7 separate regions of the Mus musculus genome follow, and regions 1, 3, 4, 5, 6 and 7 are each linked to region 2. A link is a contact called in public HiCAR-type and promoter capture Hi-C data. All regions are on one chromosome and are shown on one strand. Each heading gives the region's core, a stretch centred on a gene start, on an enhancer-like site or on the middle of the called end of the contact. The rest is flanking DNA. Distances are from core to core; before and after follow the strand shown.

Region 1 (2,700 bases), core at 157-2,656, 2.4 Mb before region 2:
TAAGACAAAGCAGCCAAAAGAAGTCAAGCCTGCCGGGCAGTGGTGGCGCACGCCTTTAATCCCAGCACTAGGGAGGCAGAGGCAGGCGGATTTCTAAGTTTGAGGCCAGCCTGGTCTACAAAGTGAGTTCCAGGACAGCCAGGGCTATACAGAGAAGCCCTGTCTCAAAAAAACAAACAAAAAAAAAAAAAAAAAGAAAAAAGAAAAAACAATAACAAACAAAAAAGTCAAGCCTTAGGTGGGGAGTCTGCTCAGGACTTGATGGGGGTGGGGATACAGATTGACAGACCTTCTGGACCAAAAAGGGAATAGAGTCTGTCCTCAGGAACAAGAGGAGGATACAGAGACTTAAGTGATCTTCCCATGAGTATGTTGTAGGTGCCCATATAGGCATGGCCATCTAATTGGTGGCTCTATTCTTGGGCTCAGTCACCATCTATGTTCTAAGTTCTCCTGGCTACTACAATGGGCAGCTTTGCATTGAGGGTCTGATTAGAGCGCTGATGGCAGAGGTTGGTGTCAGAGCCAACAATCCAAGACCTTCATGAGCACTAAAAGCTTTTGAGAATTCACCTTTTCCTGTGAAGCCCCTCCCCATTGTACCATCAACAGGACAGAGACCCTGGCAGGTGCCAAGGAAGGTACAGTCATGAGTGGAGGAGGGAATGGGGACACACAAGGAGGATGAGCACAGTGGGACTTCACTTCCTCTGACAGTTCTGCCCCTGGCTGGGTTGTGATCTTATCTCAGATTCTTCTTTTAGCTCTCATCTGTCTCCCCTCCCCACCCCCAATCCTATCACCTCCTGCCCCTCTGCTTTTCGTCCTCAGAGCTCTAGCTGAGAGTTCCTGTGTCTCACCTGTCAAATATCCCTATGGCCTCAGACCTATTCACTAAAGAAGACATTCTCTCCTGCAAGTCTGAGGTCTCCCTTTCCACTGGTCCTTCCTTGGTTCCAGTTAAAGCCTGGCTCCTTGAACTGACATTCAAGGCTCCTCATCGGGACTGCTTCTCCCTGATCACAGTGTCCCAGGGTCCAACCATCACCCAAACTGCTGCCCATCCTCTTTCGAGCAACGAGGGACTCCTACCCTTTAATCAAAGGATAGGATAAATAAAGATCACCCTTCCGGGAACACCTGAACATTTGCCCTTCCCGCCCTACCCCGGACATCAGGGTGTTAGTACCACAGAATAGAGCACGGGAATTAAAAAAAAAAAAAAAATCTTCCACAGTATCAACCAATCAGCTACCGGAGCTGACCCCGCCCCTGTCAATCTACAGTGGATGACTCTGTCCCTGGAGGACGCTCCTTAGGCCCCGCCCTCGCAAAACGACTCAGCCCAGCCTTCCCGCCCAGCCTTCCCGCCCAGCACCGCGGCTTCCGCTCGGGACACCTCGGGCCGGAAGTGTCGCGTTGCCATGGCGAGGATGGGCGCGGGGCCCGCCCCCGTGGCGCCTGGAGCAGCGCCGGGCTCCAGGGTCGGCCGGGCCGGGTTCAGGGAGCGGCCAGGGAGGTTCCAGGTGAGAAGGCCGGCGATTGTGAGTGAGGGTCGGGTCTATCTGGGGACGCGGGGGAGGCCCAGCACGGCTGGGCGGGGCATAGCGGGTGAGCCAGCGCCGGTTCTTCTGCGGCCCGGTGCTGGCCCGGCAATGGAGCGGGTCGTGAGGGGCCTGCAGAAGGGGCGCCAGCGAGGCGGCCAGCGGAGGGTGGGTTTTTGTTGTTGTTAGTTTTTGTTTTTGTTTTTGTGAAACCTATCAGTGAAGGAAGTTCTTGCAACCTGTTGGTCGGGCAAATCCATCGACAGTCTTCATTCTGACCTTAGGACCGCGAAGGGACTTTCCTGTGCTTCATGTGGGCTTTGGTGTTCAGTCAAAGCACACTCTAGAGCCTCTTACGGCTTCAAGTGCCCCTTTTCTGGAGGCTGTGCCTCCTGGATTGTGGTTGGGAGAGGAATGTAAATGAGCTTGTGAAAACTGTTTGGGCTCCTTTGGGTTCCTGACGGAACCAGTGCTAGAGGCTAGAGACAAGGAGGATTAATTATTACGGGTGCAGAAGAGAAGTGTGTATTGGCTTGGGAGGTAGAGCAAAGTTAGCTGACTCCTGACTGCTCCACTTTTCTTCCATATCCTTACTTGGGTGGTGAAGGTAGAGGCGAGAGGGCAGACCTCAGTGAGCCCTCTTGGGTGTCTTTGCTCCCTAGGTCTTCCCTTATAGGATTGGGGTTTTCTTTGGAGGCTTTGTCTTGCTTTAAACACCCTGGCTCTTTAGAAGGCCACCTGATTCACTTCATGGAAACCAAAGCTGCCACTAGCTCAGCATGAGAGCCGGTTGGGTTGAGGGACTGGAGGCCTAATGAGACCTGCCCTAACCCGCTGGCTTCATGTTGTCATGGTGATGGGACTTTCAGGTCTCTCAAGGGCTGCTAGTCTGCCTCTGTTGCTAGTTTTTGCCCAAGGAGGTTTTTTTTGGGGGGGGGGGGCGGGAGGCGGGGAGGGTTTTCCTCTCCTAAGGCCTGGTTTGACTTCCTTCCCTGTTGGCTCAGGCCTTCCTATTCCCCGCCTCTTTTTTTTTTTTTTTAAGGAATAATTCTTTTAAGTATTATTTATTTATTTATCGTTTTGGGGTGGGTACATGCCATGATCCACGTGTAAGTGGTTAGAGGATATCTTTGTGGATCTCCTGGAACTGTCATTT
Region 2 (2,700 bases), core at 23-2,522:
TAATAGACCCTAGGACACCCAGAATTACATAATAGAAAGATCCTGTCTAAAACCAAATGAGCAGGGAGGTAGCTATGCAAGCCTTTAATCCCAGTAAGCAGGGGGCAGAGGCAGGTGGATCTCTTGAGTTCAAGGGCAGTCTGGTCTACAGACTGAGTTCCAGGACAGCCAGGGGTACAGCTGGCTGATTTTTGAAAAATCAGCTGTAACTCCAGAGGATTGATGCCCTGTGTGCATAATTCACTCATACAGAGGAATAAATAATCTTAAAAGTAAGGTCTTTATTAAACCCTAATTCTTTCTTGCTTAAATAAACCAAAGCAACCAGACAGGCAAACAAAAGGAACGACTTTAAGGAGTCTAGGGCTTAAGGAGCCAGGGGGGAGAATGGCAGTTCTAAATAGGACGCTTTGAGTAGAGGGCGTTGATTAGCAACACTCGTCCAGCAAACTCCTGTCTTCAACAGAGAGCCAGGCAGTGATACCGGGGTCATTTGTACTAAAGTCTGGTCAGAGGTAAGCATGAGTGCCGAAGCCCAGAGTTGTGTACCTGGCTGTAATAAGCAGAGATTGTTGTGACCCGGAGACAAGGATGCAGGTGCCCAAAAGGTAAGGCAAATCAGCTGTTCAGGGATTGGTTCTCGCCTTCCACCATGTGGGTCTCCCACATCGAACTCAGGTCGTTAGGCTTGGTGTCAAGGGCCTTCACCAGTTTGGTCATCCTGAGTGTTCTCAGGTTGATTTTTTTTTTTTTTTTTTTTTTTTTTTTGGTGGTGGTGGTGTGGGGGAGAAATTTCTCGCTGCAGGCAAAACCGTTTACACCTAAATCTAAGGTCAGGAACGCTACATCTTAGCAGGTCACTTGTCATCGTCTCTGTACCGTTTTCTTCTGATTTCTCTTTATTTTTGTTGTTGTTGTTTTGGAGACCCCGCTTTATAATCAGATTGGCCTGGAAATAACTAACTTTGGTTATCCTCGAATTTGTTGCAGTCTCCTGCCTCCGCCATCCTTGAGATGGCAGATGTGAGTCAACAGGGTCTAGGCATTCTTCCCCTTTATCGCTTGCCCGCCCCTACTTCTGCGTGCACACCATACTCCACAATAATGTCCTTTGAAAAGCCCGTTTTGCAGGGAGGAAGGAACTCTGATAGTTTAGGAACTCCGTCCTTCCAATCAGAGCTACTTCGCTTCCCCGGCGACCCCGGAAAGGCTTTCGGGCAGGTTGGGCTGGGCGGGACTTCCGGTCCGGCCAAGCAGGCGCGGAGTTCTTCTTCCGCTCTCTCCCACGGGCTTCTGGAGCGCCGTAGCCATGTCTTACCCCGCTGATGACTACGAGTCTGAGGTAATGAAGCGGTGAGCGCGTGGCGGGGTCCGCGGTGGGCACCCGGTTCGGTGGGATCTGTCCCCGAGGTGAGGCGGCGTCCAGATCGGGCCGGAACAAGCGGACCTCGATCATTCCGGCCCTCCCGGCCCCGGGTCTCCTCCCCGGGTCCCTCCTCTGCCGGCCGTATGTCCCCGCGTGTAGTCGCAGTCAGTCGGAGGCGGGCTGAAGGGTGTTTAATGCTGAGTTCTTGGCTCTCATGGCGTCTGCTTCAGACGGGGCTATTACTGTGTTTTTCTTGTCTTGTTGCACCTGTAAGCGTGTTTTGTGCTTGCCCGGGGTCCCTTTTCTCTCACACATGTGAAGCCCTCCGAGGTAGCGACTGTCAGTCTTATCTGAGTAGTATGTTTTGCCTCCTGCTTGACATGGAGGCCCGAGGACGAGCATTTTTGGAGTCCCCATTTGGCGTGTCTCCCTAACTTTGTCTCTTTCCTTGCAGGCTGCTTATGATCCCTACGCCTACCCGGGCGACTATGATATGCACACAGGTGAGGCTCTCAGTTTGCCCGGCTGTCTCTTGCCTTCCAAGGATTGGCACTTTTTTCTTTGACCATCTCAGCGTTGACTCCCAACAGGGACCTGTTAAAAACTGCGTCCTAATGGAGTGGTGGAGTCGGCCATTAGGTCTGATTGGTAGGGTTGTGAAGAGTCTAATTAAACCAGGCCTTTTTTGTGGTCTACCTGCCCACGTCAGAAGAGGACCATCACTGACCCGGCTAGGTTTTTCTTACTTGGGGCAGATTTTATTTGTTATACTGGGGTGGAACCCAGAGCCCCATGCTTGTGGACGGTCTCTGAACCACACCCACAGCCCTCCTCCCTGAGCTGTCTGGCCAAGGTCAAAAAGCTTTGTGGCTTTGTTGTTTGGGTGCCGGAGATGAGATTAAACCACACACTCCAGCCCCAAAGAAGGAAATCTTGGTGTGAAAATCTTCCTTGATTCAAACCAAGTCTAAGTGAAATACTTTGGGGAGGCTTTTGAAGTTTACCGAAATGTTCTAGTCACTTTGAGATTAAGTAAGTACCAAGTGGCTTGCGATGCTCACAGCATGTATTTTATTGGCCCTTACAGTAGAGTAGTTTTACAAAGTAAGCATGTTAATGTGTCTTTAAAGGTGAAAGAAAATAGCGTACTATGCATCATTTGGTTAGAAAGTGAGTTTCCTTTCCTGTTTTTTAAAGATGGGGGTCTCGTTATGTAGCTCTGGCTATCCCGGAACTCACTATATAGAGCATGCTAGCCTCACAGATTCAGCTGTCTGAGGGTTGGGATTAGCAGTGTGCACCCACCTACCCAGCTGAGAAGTAACTTTAATGGT
Region 3 (2,700 bases), core at 102-2,601, 2.1 Mb after region 2:
TAAGTTTGACTTCTTGAACATAAAGATCAGGCTACAGGCTTTGGCTTCAGATCTCGAAAACTTACAATTTGGGGACATTCCGGACACTTTATGGATTTTAAAACTATGTGAACCCATGAAGCATAGGTGTAATTTCATCATATTTAAGTAATGAAGTTCACATTCTTAGTCTTCACACACTTTATGCCAAAGTATTCGGGCAAGCAGTAAACTGACCACCAGTCTGTCCTTTGGTTCTGTCATCTAACAAAGAGAAATCCTGACAAAGACAAGCTATACTGTACTCACACACCTATCCAGCAGTTCTCAACATCAGGATACTCGTCTTTTCTTGGATCCCTTCCTTGTATGTGTTGAACACCATTCCAAGCGTTTTATTACGAATTCTTTCATTTACTGTCTGCATTCCAATGTAATAGGTATTGTTAGTTCCATTTTCCAGATAAGCAATCTAAACGTAGGTTTGATAATCTAACAGGGAAAGCTCCAGCACTAACCACTCTATAGTATTAGTGTTTTCTTATGGAGCGAGGAGGGCGGAAGTCATCAAAGGTACATAGACAAACAGTCACACACACATACACACACACACACACACACACACACACACACACACACACACACGCGAGACGGACACTTCTTTGGCGGTCAAGTTTCAAATCTGCGGAGCCCTGCAGACCTGGAGGCACCCATGCTGCTATATGGTCGTCAGGTCCAGGTGAACCTCCTTGCCACGAGAAGCCTGCGGATTGCACCTGGATCCTCCAGGTTTGCACAAGGGCCGGGAGAAAGCGCTCGACCGGTCGGTCCCAAGCAGATTACACACACTCGGGGAGCAGCCAGGGCGGGAACCTAGCTGCTCCCTAGCCAGCACAGCCCTGCAAGGCGGTGCACAGGTGCACGGTCGCACTCGACTGTCCTGTCGAGTGACCAGGGCTTTGAGACCCCAGCCCCTTGGGAAAGGGCGGGACTGGAGTGGAGGACTGCGGGAGGCAATCCCGGGCTCGGAGCCTACAGCGGCCGGCCGGTCCAGGGCACACGCGGAAGGGTCGAGGGGAGAAAGGATGCTCGAGCGGGGCGGGGCCGGTGGGGGAGGGGGACCCTGCCCGAACTCTCACTCACCGCCTCGTTCGCCTCCTGGCCCGGGCTCCGCGGCTCGCCCCACTCCGGTGCCAGCCGCTCACGTATCCTCCCGAGCCTCTAGTACCAGTCAGACTGCACCAAGTTAGGGAGAGGTCCGCGCAAGCCGAGGGAGCGTGGCGAGCGGGAACGAGGGGGTGGGGAGGGTGGGACGGTCGTTCTTGCCGCCGGGGACACCGCAGACACGACCGCCGCCGGCTCCACTCAGCCACGGAAGCTGCGGGCCCTCCCACCACTCCGGGTCCCGCCTCCGCACCCTCCCCCCTACCCGCCTGGGAGCGACAGCCGTATCGACCAATCAGAAACCTAGCGCCGTTAGGGCTAGCCCGATTTAGGGGGCGTTCGCCGAAGGAAGAGGAACGAGGGAGGCTAGTACGGCGGCGCGACTTCTGTGACTGACATCATAGCGCAGCCAATCGGTAACTGAGAGATGACTTCATCGCTGAAGGAAGTCTGGAACTGGCGGAGCGGCCGCCAAGAGGTGGGAGGAGGTCGGCGATGAGCCGGGGGGCGGAGTCTGGGTCTTAAAGAAACCGTAACACATCTGATCACCCTGTCAAAGGGTGACCGCGGAGCTAGCTACCTAGGGTTCGGTGCCCAGCCTGGAGGTTTAATGCAAAAATCCTGCAGTCTTCATCTTGGTCCTTCCTCCTGTCTTTGCTCCGCCGGGACTCCCAAGTCGATTATTTCACATTCGCATTTCCCGAAAGGACACAATAAATGCCGCTCTGGCCTGGAGCCCTGAACTCTGTCATGTCCCTGCCCTTCCGTGGCCAAGCGCTTTTTTTCTCTGAGTCGGTTCTCCTCCGGTAAAAGGACTGACACCTACCTGCCTAGACTGTTGAGATTATTTATCAACAGCGGAAGCGCTTGCAGCTGGAGGGAAAGAGTTGAATGAACCCAGATTTTATCCGGGGCCTCACTGCACTAAATGAATCTGGGCGGCTCTTCCAACTTTAAAATTCTAAACTGCTGGTGTGTAGCCTAAAAGTGTGTGTATGTCTGTGTGTGTGTGGGTGTGTGGGTGTATGTGTGGGAGAGAGAGAGAGAGCATAACTGCATAAATCCAACATTTAAAGAGACTTATCTACTAAAGCGGTGAGACTAGTTAAAGCCCACCCGGTCAAGTTGCTAAGAGCCACTATGGAGGCCCCTTTTCTGGAACACCACCCCTTCCCCCCAACAAAGGGGGAGAGCGCTGAAAAGGAGAAATAATTCGGACTTGGTGCCTTAGTGTTTCCGAAACACTTTCCCTTGGGAGATATAAACAACCGTCTATCTCCTCCTTTTAGGCCACCATCCACTGGATAAACTGAAGTATGATTGCCCCAGAGTCCAACGTGGAAAACCAGTGAGTTTATTGGGCTTGCTAAGAAATCATGGCTGGCCCCCAAAGCAGCGAGACCACCAAAAAGTTGCACCCCAGCATGGATGATGATGTCCCCATAGCTGCGTAGATGACATACACAGTTCAGTTAAACTTCCATAATCTACACAACTCTAGCCAAGTCACAAGACCTCAAGCAGCTAGGGCAAAATTGAGGACTTGAGAGATTCCTC
Region 4 (2,700 bases), core at 91-2,590, 2.8 Mb after region 2:
AGTCTCCTCCCCATTACAAGGCCTACCCTAGGACCAGACTTACCAGATCCTCAGCAACCCTCCCCGGCAGGGTGTTAAACCTCCCTAATCCTGCCTCCCACACCAGCTGTTTTCCCCAGTGCTTAAGTGAGGCATTGGGGGTAGGCGCTCAGGCAAGCAACAGGATTTTTATTGTTGTTAAGAAATCAAAGAGAAACCAAACCCACTCCCAGGCCAGGGTGGATAGGTTAGGGTGGATGGGGGGGGGGGGGGTAGGTTAGACACCGAACTGGCACCGGAAACCCTGTCTGCTGATCCCAAAGCCTGCTGTGTGAAGTTCTGGTTGCTCCCAGGGGAGGGGATGGCTTTTCCCTTTTCCCTCCTTAGATTTTTGGTCAAGGGCGGAGTACATCCCCCTCAGACAGAAGGGGAAGTTTAGGAATAGAAGAGATCAGACACAATTAATACACTATCCGACAGGCTCTTTGGGTACTTTTTTTTCCGCCTACACAAGTATATAAAGAGCTCAACCTGCAATGAGTTCTTGCTCGGCAACCCAAGGGCACTCTCCACTAACCGGCCCTGTCACCAAGAAGGGGATGTCCAAATTTCCCATCTCACAGGTTCCAAAGGGACAGAAACAGACTGTGTTAATAATCACCACCCCGCACACGTGAAAAGCAGCCGAAAAATAAAGATAGAATCCCCTCCCTTCCCATAATTTATTTAACTCTGGCCAGAGTTTGGTTTCTGGGGGGGGGGGGCAAGGAAAACATAACGAGTGAGGCGTGAATAAATGGGGAAGGAGGTCAAGGAGGAAACGCTCTCCGCTTAGGAGAGGGCCGCACTCGAAACTAGGTACCCCAGGATCAAAGAGAGTGATGGAGAGCGAAACAGGGGCGGATCCGGAGAGGGGCAGCAGGGGAGTGGACCAGTGTGGGCGTCCCCCGCCCGCAAGCCCGCGCACTCACTCGGGTCTCCACGAAGGGTCCGCTCTGCAGGCCGCGGGACGGAGGTCTCTCTCCCAGCTTCCCGGGCACCGCGAGGCTGAGGGCCACGGTGTCCTTTTACGTCGTTTGAGGGTAGAGAGGGACGAGGACCGAGCTCATGTGATTCTTTCCGCTGTTTTTGGAGGTCGAGCTCGGCGGCGACGGCGCGGGGATGGCGGACCCGAGGATGGCACCCGTCACGCGGTGGATGGAGGCCAGCCCTGGATGTACTCGTCTGGCAGGTCCTGTCCTTCTGGCCTCTCGGTTCCCACGACACTCAGTCTCAACGACCTGCACCTTCCCGCGCCTGGGCCCGAAGTGAGCAAAGTCAATGAAAAGTTTCACCCTCAGCAACCCTGCGCATGAATCTGCTTTCCCCACCCCTGCGTGATGCGTCCCTCCGCCCAGCCGGGGCGGGGCCGGGACTACTTTTCCTCCCTTGGCATCTTTAACCCCTCGCAGCCCAGTCGTAGGTTGGGATTCCAGGTTCTGCGGGAAGTGTAATAGCGATCTTCTCACCTTGTCTCCTCTAGACCCCTCCCTGCCACGTCCTCAGCGGGGCTGCTCACCCTCGGAATCCTTCTGAGCGCCTTAGCGCCGGATTTCTTCTCTTAAGACTCCAAAGCAGTCTGAGCTCGCCATGTACGTTTTTTTCTTTTTTTTTTAAACCGGTGTAGACCAACCCCGGGGAGGGTAGGGACAGACCTGGAACACAACAGGCCATTAGGAAGTAGCCTGGGACACAGTGGCTGTTGCTGGCATCACCGGGGCCCTGAGAACTCCAAACCCTAGCCCCAGCTCTCAAAGTTCCCTAAGACCTAGACGGCATGACTCTTCAGTTCTGACGGTCCCCGTGACTTGAACTCCCCGGTTCCGATTTGTTCATTCTGAATTTGGGGAGACAGTGGCACGATGCCACCTCCAGGAAGGTTCTGGATCTGAGTGTAGGCTAACCTGAGTTTACCAGTGTCGCCCTCCTGGTGGGGACGTGGAAGATCGAAGGGAAGGGAAGGGTGCAAGAAGATCGAGGGTTAGAAAAAAGAGCGGAGCACCGGTTAGTCATGCACTCCCAGCCCGGAAAGTTGGGTCCCAAACACCATAATAGGGCTGGCCACGCGCGACCGCCGCCCCTCTGCTGAGGTCCTCGAGCTCTCTGGAGCAGGTTACCCACGCACAGGAGAGCATGAGAGCCGCGCTCCTTCTAGCAATAGTCGCAGAAGAAGCGCCAGCCCTGGCAAGGTGAGCAGGGTGTTCATTAAGCCCGACAGCACCCGGCGGCGGCGAAGCGAGGCGCACCCGGGCCCGGATTTTGGTCACGCTTTTTCTACTCTGTGGCTTTGTGACAGTGCAGGCTCAGCGATGAGGGGGTCTAGGATCTGTGGCGGGTTGAAACCCTAGGAGAACTGGACTATCAGACTAGGCTGGAGGACCGCTGGCCTTGTGTACAGTTCCCCTAGCCCCCGCCTTAGTTCGCCTATTTTCCAATTCAACAACCCCTCCTCTTCTTCTTTTTTTTTTTTCTTGGGGGGGGGGGTTCGAGACAGGGTTTCTCTGTATAGCTCTGACTGTCGTGGAACTCACTTTGTAGACCAGGCTGGCCTCGAACTCAGAAATCAGCCTGCCTCTGTCTCCCGAGTGCTGGGATTAAAGGCGTGCACCACCACGCCTGGCCAACCCCTATTCTTTATTCACGTTCCTGAAGGTTCCGGTGCAACGGCAGTCTCCGAACCCA
Region 5 (2,700 bases), core at 142-2,641, 2.4 Mb after region 2:
AAGACGAAGTAACATACTCAGGATAGTTGTTGACGAATGGATAAATATGTCCTCAGTATCTTAATTAACTATGGGTTTCTAGCATCCCTTAGGGGGTCTGTAGACACATAGACCAATGACAGATTTAGTGTGGGAGGTAGAACTTGGGCAGACACACACACACCTTGCAGGGCTCTCACAAGTCTCTGTGCAAGTTAAAACTGTGGTGGTATTCAGGATGTATTGCCCTGCTTAGCAAGTGCATCAATGACACACCGCATTACACACCAGCAAGTATTTCTTTTAACAGAACATTTCAGGACAGGCAGTGGTGGCGCATGCCTTTAATCCCAGCACTTGGGAAGCAGAAGCAGGCAGATTTCTGAGTTCGAAGCCGGCCTAGGTCCAGTCCTGAGTTCCAGGACAGCCAGGGCTACACAGAGAAAAACCCTTTCTGGGGGGGGGGAGGGGCACATTTCCGGTAAAACCCTTTTTGTTGTACTGTTGAGGGAACTAGAACACACAGGAAATTCAAGGGTGATGTATTCTAGTCATAACTCCGCAAATTTAGGAGACAAAACAGCGGAGGGCTGGACTAATCATGGAAGCTTACAAAACGTATGTGTTCTGTAGCTCGATGGTAATGACCGGTAAGAAAATCAGAATGCCTCACCAGAACTCAAGTTCAGCCACTACAAATGTACTAATTTAATCGTAGCACAGTAGCAAAACTCGATAGGAAATGAGGAGAAAGGAGGACCATTTAGAACTGGCTGGTTATGGGATTTACTATGGCATCCCCATCACCTTTCCTGTGAGAAGATAAAGGCAAAGTTGCAGAATGCCTGCTCTGTTTGCTCCTGGGCCTCTTCTCTCCCTATCAAATAATTTCCCAATCTGAAATTGATAACGCAGACGGTGACCAGGCCTTGGTAAGCCGGGCCACAGGCCTCCAGAGAGACACCGCCTGGCTCCGAAGCCGACCACGGTCAGCAGAAGGCCGGTTTGGAGTTTCGGGTTTCCAAAGACCAGCCCATGCCCTTTGCAACCACGGACTCGGGGGCAGCTCTGTGGATCTGGACCAGGGCTTAAGTCCTGGGGCAGAAGAAGGAAGCAGCCGCCGCCCCAAATGAAGGAGTCAGACCACAGGGCTTCCCAGAATGCGAGAAGCATCGAGACCTCACGGACGTTCCCACCGGTTGGCTCCCTTCTCTCGGCCCCGCCCGGCCCCGCCCGGCCCCGCCTCAATCACTCCAGCCTCCTCCCCAGCTGAGAGAGATGGGGAGGAGGGGGGCGGGAAACCTCCGCCTGCGCCTTTAAGGGGCGTGACCGCAGGCTCCGCCCCTTCTCCACGCTCGCGCCAATGAGGGGAGGGGTGCGGGAGGAGGCGCCTGGTGTGCGGGGCAGGCGGCGGAAAGTGAGCCGGTGCGCAGGCGCAGTGGTCACACGACAGACTGTGTGTTTCCAAAATGGCGGCGGCGATGGATGTGGATACCCCCAGCGGCACCAACAGCGGCGCGGGCAAGAAGCGCTTTGAAGTTAAAAAGGTTGGGCTCGCCAGCGCCTTCCTCAAGGAAGCTAGGGAGGCGCGGATATGGCTGGCAGGCCCGAGGAAGAGCTAGGCGCGGGGGAAAGGGCTTCATTTCAGGGCGTTCCTGGGACCGGGCACCAAGAACGGAAGCCGGGGGGCGGGCCTAGGGTTGATCGGCATGCTGGTGGCCCAGTGTCTGGGGCCCTATTAGTCTTGCTGGGGAAGCTGTGGGGCCAATCGCAGAGCTGCTTACTGAAATACGCGAGGTTGACTTCGATGCGGGAGCCAAGCGCTTGAGCTGTCACTGAAGTGACTGAGAGGTGGGGGAAGGACAGGGTGGGGTGGGTGGGATGCAGACTCGTGAAGAGACTGCGGCGGGTGGAGGATGGGGCCGTGCGGAGAACCCCGGGAACGTGAGATGACAGCGCAGAGGGGCTCTGCCGGTGTTCTTGCTCCGCCCCTTCCTGGATCCTAGAATCTATTGACTCCGAGGGACCTGGCGTGGGCCCTCGATTGTATGGCGGCCTCCATTGGCCTCTAAACCCACAGTCAAGTGTAAAGCTTGGTTCTAACGAGATGGCTACTAGTTGTCACATAGCATCTGCCACTCCAGTGGTTCTCTGATGTCCCTGTACACTTCTAACACAAAATGATAATTTAAAAGCCTGGTGGGCTTTGTTTTAAAAGCAAGCCCAGAACTTGTGCCATTTAAGAAGGTGGAGTACTAATTGCTAATGACCTGAGAACAGAAAAACAAAAATATGAAACGTCCTTTTGTATGCCGTTCCCCTTCATAGTTTGCTAGTCCTTTAAAAGTGTTGATTCCTACCTAAGATTACACAGATCTGTTAAAAATGAAGATCTTGAAGAGGGCAAGGTGTTTTCTTTTTATGGATTATTTTTGGAACGTGTCGCTGAGAATATCCCTCACCCCACCCCCTTTTTGTGTCATCTCATTGTGGCCACTGCTGCTCAGTTACAGCCTGCAGCCATTATGAAAAATAAAAATGTAATGTAGAATTTACTAAACTCTTATGCTTGAATTTGGAAAGTCAAACCAAAGTAGTCCTTGAAAAGGGTGCCTTGTCTAACATAAGAAGTCTTAGGTCGACTTACTGGAGCTAACAAAGTAATTGTTTGGATATATGAACGTTGAGAACATCAGTTTACTTGGTAAGAGGAAAAGAAAA
Region 6 (2,700 bases), core at 13-2,512, 2.3 Mb after region 2:
TGAGAGAGATGTGCCTTCCGTATTCTACTCTCCACAGGGCAGCAGAGAGGATCGGGTTTGAAATGTCAATCAGTAAGTGCAACCACTGACCCTTTCCTACACAAAGTCATGAATCATTTGGCCCCCCATTTGCATTTCCACTTCAGTCAAACAGGTCCCTATGACCAACTGAAAACATGTCACAACAAACTTCCACCCCAGTTCTTTCATAACGAGCAAAAGGCACTTCTGGTTGATTTAAAGGAACGCGACTCTTTTGAATAAGACACCATGTAATATTCCCTCACCTACTTCTCAAGGTCTAGAAGAAAAGTGTAATATTTTCTTCCCTCTTCATAGATTACAAACGTGAGATTTGAGATTACCTGGTAAACATATGATAGAATTGGAATTAAAAAACTCAGATTACTCTTCACCGGAACATAAGCTGTCTGAATGGATAGGAATGGTCCACGGTGACTCTACATGGCTAAAGGTACATGCTGGGAGTTAGGGAAGAACATGGGAAACAGTCTGAGGAAAAGAACCAGAGGAGGAATGTTACCTGTGCCAAGAATGTGAAGTTTCAGGGAAAAGGGAAGTGTCAAATGGAAGGAACTTAGATACCTCTAAATCGAAGAACAAAGCACTTAACTCACAGTAACTATACAGGTAGTACATAACACCACCGATCTTGACTTAAAAAATAAACAAACAAACACCCTATCTTTTCCTGGCAATAAGGCTGACTAGGAATGTTCCATTAGCTATTGCCACTTGCCTGGGATAAGGTGTGACACCAGGCTGGCAGTAGACTTACAGCAAGCACCCCATCTTCACACTTAGTTTTTCCGCAGGACCAATTTGGACGAAGTTTGTGTGCAGTGAGAGTTGGGTAAGGGAAGGGTTGGCCTTAAACTTTTAAACTTCAGAAGGCAAAGAAAATAGCAATTATCTTCTTCCCTATTCCCTCTGGACCTTTGTGACTGATAGTCCAGACAGTCTCTGGGAAAGTCCAGAGGGGACTGCGGCAGAGGGTGGCTCCTGGCCTCGCCCTCCCTCTTGTAGCAGCAACTTTCCATTTATGCCCGTCCTTTTCGTTCCAGTTGTGACAGATTCGGTCCCCACATCTCCCCCGTGCCCTTCTCCCCGACCCATCCCGAGATTTACTTCGAAGCCCCAAACCCCTCCTCACCACGGCTCCGGCCACGGCGTGTACCAGACTTTCGTAGGACAGCACAGAGGCCATGGTGCCACACTTTTCACTCAGGCGCCTCAGAGTGTGCGGGTTCGTGAAAGGACCGTCTCAAGCCCCACCTCTCAGAAGTCTCCCCCGCCTCCACCAGAACGACTGCTTCCGGGTCACAGACTGCCCTGGTTCGCTGGGGAGAACAGCCGGGGAGGCGAGTGTGAAATGCCCAGGAACGCCCCTGAACATCGATTGGTCCGGATCGGTCAAGGGGCGGAGCAATGCTCAGTGGCTATGGAAGGATCTGTGTTCTGAGCACCCCCTGCAAAGGTTCCTAGCCCCTCAGTCTGTCAGTGTGCTTGCACACTAAATTGGTTAGTCAAGCCCATAAAACGGGAGGACATAAAAGTCCTTAATGACTCCTGCACCCCAGTTCCTTGCAAAATATATGTTGGCAGGCTCAGTTGTTAGTGCTTGCTTAGCATGACTACCAGCAAACCATAAACACCAGTAAACACAGTACTCAGGAAGTGGAAAGAGGATCTGGGGACTGAAGAGTTGGCTCAGTTAAGAACAAGTACTGCTTTTGCAGAGGATCCTCGTTTAGGTCCCAGTATCCCAAGCAAGTATAGTTCCAGGGGGTCTGACCTTCTCGGGTTTCCGCGCACACTAAGACATACACACACACACACACACACACACACACGACTAAATAATTTTGTTAAAAGAATTTAGTACAGAGTCACCCTCAGCTACAGAGAGAATTTGAGATTAACCTGGGCTGAGACTCGTCTCAAAACAAAAGCCAAAACAGACCTAAACCCTAAAACGTAGCCTGTAATCCCAGTACCATGGATGCTGAGAAGTGGAGTTGGCTAGCCAGAACTATAGAAACAGCGTCAAAACAAAAGCAACCCTCCAGGATAAGCTGATAGCCATAGATAAGGGGGTGGGTCAATATCTCCAACCTTCGTTTCTCCATTCAGCCATCCCAACACCCGCTGCGAGATATAGAATCAAGGCTCTGAGGCCCGGTAGTTAAACCTCTAGCATAGTTTGTTTAAACTGACAATTTGGGGCTGTATAGATATAGCTCAGCAGCTAAGAACGCTTGCTCTTCAGTTGCTATCACACAACCCTCTATGTCCCTCGGGACAGACGCCACAGCTTTCTGTCCTCTGAAAGAATCCAGGACTGCTTACATAAATGCACTCATGCACATAAAGGTAAATCTAAAAGCAAAGTCAGTATTTTACCCTTCCACTGTGATAGTCTTAAGGTTTCTATTCCTGCACAAAACATCATGACCAAGAAGCAAGTTGGGGAGAAAAGGGTTTTATTCAGTTTACATTTCCACATTGCTGTTCACCACCAAAGGAAGTCAGGACTGGAACTCAAGCAGGTCAGGAAGCAGGAGCTGATGCAGAGGTCATGGAGGGATGTTTCTTACTGGCTTGCTCAGCTTGCTTTCTTATAGAACCCAGGACTACCAGCCCAGAGATGGCACCACCCACAAGGGGCCCTCCCACCCT
Region 7 (2,700 bases), core at 92-2,591, 2.3 Mb after region 2:
CTAATGGTGCCTAAGCTTTCTTCTAATTCTGTCTTTAAAATCTTTTATCAACGAGACTAAAACAACAAAAAGGAGAAACCAATTCCCCAGTAATACTGTTTCCCAGCAGCTGGCACAACAATCATAGTACGCAGGCGAAATACTCTCCAGTTAGTCCTGCAAGCACACTGGTCTTTGAAGGAAAAAAAAAAATTCCTAAAGTAGCTGAAGTGACAGCGCTACAACTAACGTGGGTATAAATAATTCCCAACAAAATTCCATGCAATTAAAATCGTTGTAAGGCCAAGTACAGATAACTGAAGTTATAGAATAAATAAGTTACCACTATTAATATTTTAAACGACACATGGGTCAATGCGACTTAAACAAGACGCCAGGTTCAAGAAAAACAATCCCTTAGTAAAAGCTTTGTCTTCGTTCGCGCATTATTTCCACTGCTCAAATATTCACAACCCAAACACACCCCCATAAAGACTTAACTGCGGGGGGTGGGGGGGAACCAACTCTAACCTCTGCTTTTCCACCCCTAAGTTGCCCAACGCTCCAGATCCCTCCGAGAACCTCTCGAAGCCACTAAGAGCCACGAAGGGGCCTAGAACCGCTCCCCTCCTCCCTACGCCAGCTCGGGGCCCACTCCCCAACCCCCAACTTTCCGTCCCCAACGGTCCACGGGGCCCAGGGCTCTCACCTCTCCACCCACTCCCTCAGGAAGCGCATTTCCTCGGTGTGCAGGACGCTCGGGTCCTGCCTACACATCTTCACGAAGGCCCGAAGCTCGCTCACTTTGCGGGGATCCATGGTGGGAGGCTGGAAGCTGAAGGCGGTGGGCGGCTGCGGAGGCACGATGCCAGGCCCGGGAGCGGCTCAACGTGACCAAGTGGAAGGGGGCGGCTGCCGCGAGGCAGAACAGACTAGAACCTCCCCGGCCGCTGGCTCCTCCCCCCCAACGGCCTCGTGACCCCGGGCCTTCGCTCGCTCATTCCCACTCCTACCTCTGGACCTGTGCTCCGCCTAGAACCTTCTAGAAGTGTAGCTGCCCGTGACAATGCCTGCTTCGATCGGCGAACAGTCTCACTCGGATTCTTTCCTCTGACCTAATTCCCCGGGATGGATGAAGGACCTTGTGTCTGTGCGCTTTCAAGCGGGACATAGGGAGACATTTGGAATAAGATATTTCTTCTGTGAAGATGGGCATTAAGCAGAACGAGACGCCGCATGGAGGAGGGGGGAAAATAAATAAATGCCCGTGGGGCCGGCGCGCCCAAAACCTAGCCGAGTGACGTCACTGCTCTGCGCCGCCCCGGGAAGAAAGCCCGCGAGCCGCGCCTGCCGGAAGGGGCCGAGCAGTTGACTGGTTTCCTGGCGACGCGGCTGTGCTAGTGGCTTTCCCCAGAGTTTGTACTTTTCCTGACCAGTGGTTACAGGCCATGCCGTCTCTGCTCTCAACCCCCAAGCTGGCTCCCGTTCTAGCAAGGCTCCGCGGCCTCTCAGGTTAGAGTCTTTCCTGCCGGCGTCCCCTTCAGGTTCTTCCTTTGGAGAAAGCCTAAAGCAGCCCAAAGAGCTACAAGTTGATGATCCGTGGTTCTTCACCAATCGGCACCTGATCCCCCCTCACCACCCACGGATTTTTCTTTTGATCGATTGCTCTGGGAAAGAGTGGGCTTTAGGTTCTGTTATTCTGGGAAAGCTGGAGTGACTGAAGAGGAGGGAACTCCAAGGGATTGTCTTCAAAGTTACTCGAATTCTAAATTGGTAGCTTTTATCATCACACTTGACTAAATTGTTTAATGTCAAGTAGCGTGTGTGTGTGTGTTAGGTCAGGGTAAATCTTTCGCCTTTTCATAGGTTTCATCGGAGAGCTAGCTCAAAAGATAGAGCCGGGCTGTGGTGGCGCACGCCTTTAATCCCAGCACTTGGGAGGCAGAGGCAGGCGGATTTCTGAGTTCGAGGCCAGCCTGATCCAAATACAGAGTGAGTTCCAGGACAGCCAGGACTATACAGAGAAACCCTGTCTCGAAAAGAGAGAGAGAGAGAGAGAGAGAGAGAGAAAGAGAGAGAAGAAACACGTCTAGAAACAAATGCTTTGTGCAATTCAGTTTGTAAAGAACTAAGCGAGGGACGTGCCTAAGTCTTACATAAACAGTCAAGGTGATAGAGCACGGAGAATGTGAACCCTCCGTGTACAATATGGTGAGCAATTAACCTAACATAAAATTTTATACTGGAGAGTGAGTCACCTACTTTGTAAGGAGACCTAATGTTGGATTATACTTCAGACGAGGTGTGCAAAATCTGAACCAGAAAATAGGGTATTTGACATTAAAATTGATCTTGATATTTGCATGTGATACTTGGATTCGCTATTTAAAACTGCACCATTGCACGGAGCCTATTCTGTAATCCTGGTAGTTAAGATGTGCCTTTAACGGAAATGAATGAAAATGTGGCAGGCCACAGACTGTGACTAGACTAGAACCAGCTTTTTGTTTCGGATCGTTGACTTTCTTGTAGCTTCGTGTAAATCCTGACTTGATCCAGCTTTAGGACTAAAACACATTAAAAAAATCTAGTAAATATATTATAGTTTGTTTCTGAGGAAAAGTAAGTTCAGCATCTTGTTATATTACCACTAAATGGTTTGCGGTTTTTTTAGCTTCAATGAAGGAGTGACATTGAATCTTTACCACTGAGGGACTGAGG

Evidence for each region. Promoter capture Hi-C pulls out the DNA fragments that hold promoters and counts their contacts. HiCAR-type assays count read pairs that join an accessible place to other places.
Region 1: a contact with region 2 is called in a promoter capture Hi-C map of liver, with 3 times the contacts expected there. The contact joins the promoter of Ppp1r16a here to the promoter of Eif3l in region 2. A contact is called at or near these places in 2 of 39 promoter capture datasets (liver and pre-B cells).
Region 3: a contact with region 2 is called in a promoter capture Hi-C map of liver, with 3 times the contacts expected there. The contact joins the promoter of Mrtfa here to the promoter of Eif3l in region 2. A contact is called at or near these places in 2 of 39 promoter capture datasets (liver and pre-B cells) and 1 of 9 other capture datasets (liver).
Region 4: a promoter capture Hi-C map of hippocampal neurons shows a contact between it and region 2, with 11 times the contacts expected there. The contact joins the promoter of Tob2 here to the promoter of Eif3l in region 2. A contact is called at or near these places in 3 of 39 promoter capture datasets (cranial neural crest, hippocampal neurons and pre-B cells) and 1 of 115 datasets of contacts at active chromatin or transcription factors (double positive thymocytes).
Region 5: a HiCAR-type map of astrocytes shows a contact between it and region 2, with 7 times the contacts expected there. The contact joins the promoter of Rbx1 here to the promoter of Eif3l in region 2. A contact is called at or near these places in 4 of 39 promoter capture datasets (hippocampal neurons, liver, maxillary cranial neural crest and 1 more) and 1 of 115 datasets of contacts at active chromatin or transcription factors (astrocytes).
Region 6: a promoter capture Hi-C map of pre-B cells shows a contact between it and region 2, with 4 times the contacts expected there. The contact joins the promoter of Slc25a17 here to the promoter of Eif3l in region 2. A contact is called at or near these places in 1 of 39 promoter capture datasets (pre-B cells), 1 of 484 Hi-C or Micro-C datasets (B cells) and 1 of 115 datasets of contacts at active chromatin or transcription factors (astrocytes).
Region 7: a promoter capture Hi-C map of pre-B cells shows a contact between it and region 2, with 4 times the contacts expected there. The contact joins the promoter of Xpnpep3 here to the promoter of Eif3l in region 2. A contact is called at or near these places in 2 of 39 promoter capture datasets (liver and pre-B cells) and 2 of 9 other capture datasets (adipose tissue and liver).

What each region holds. Positions count from the first base shown.
Region 1 is chr15:76,670,237-76,672,936 of GRCm38.p6, forward strand. It overlaps Ppp1r16a (protein phosphatase 1, regulatory subunit 16A), which reads left to right and starts at 1,407. Exons shown (of 12, transcript NM_001358933.1): 1 at 1,407-1,526. It also overlaps a transcript of Foxh1 not described here.
Region 2 is chr15:79,073,951-79,076,650 of GRCm38.p6, forward strand. It overlaps Eif3l (eukaryotic translation initiation factor 3, subunit L), which reads left to right and starts at 1,273. Exons shown (of 13, transcript NM_145139.2): 1 at 1,273-1,342; 2 at 1,821-1,869. The coding sequence starts at 1,310.
Region 3 is chr15:81,189,385-81,192,084 of GRCm38.p6, forward strand. Mrtfa (myocardin related transcription factor A) reads right to left here and starts at 1,352. Exons shown (of 14, transcript NM_001082536.2): 1 at 1,123-1,352. It overlaps 4930483J18Rik (RIKEN cDNA 4930483J18 gene), which reads left to right and starts at 1,469. Exons shown (of 2, transcript NR_015603.1): 1 at 1,469-1,621; 2 at 2,433-2,700.
Region 4 is chr15:81,856,986-81,859,685 of GRCm38.p6, forward strand. Tob2 (transducer of ERBB2, 2) reads right to left here and starts at 1,341. Exons shown (of 2, transcript NM_020507.3): 1 at 951-1,341.
Region 5 is chr15:81,464,925-81,467,624 of GRCm38.p6, forward strand. It overlaps Rbx1 (ring-box 1), which reads left to right and starts at 1,392. Exons shown (of 5, transcript NM_019712.3): 1 at 1,392-1,526. The coding sequence starts at 1,449.
Region 6 is chr15:81,359,503-81,362,202 of GRCm38.p6, forward strand. It overlaps Slc25a17 (solute carrier family 25 (mitochondrial carrier, peroxisomal membrane protein), member 17), which reads right to left and starts at 1,263. Exons shown (of 9, transcript NM_011399.3): 1 at 1,175-1,263. The coding sequence starts at 1,228.
Region 7 is chr15:81,398,797-81,401,496 of GRCm38.p6, forward strand. Xpnpep3 (X-prolyl aminopeptidase 3, mitochondrial) reads left to right here and starts at 1,342. Exons shown (of 10, transcript NM_001347075.1): 1 at 1,342-1,491. The coding sequence starts at 1,428. St13 (suppression of tumorigenicity 13) reads right to left here and starts at 898. Exons shown (of 12, transcript NM_133726.2): 1 at 689-898. The coding sequence starts at 798.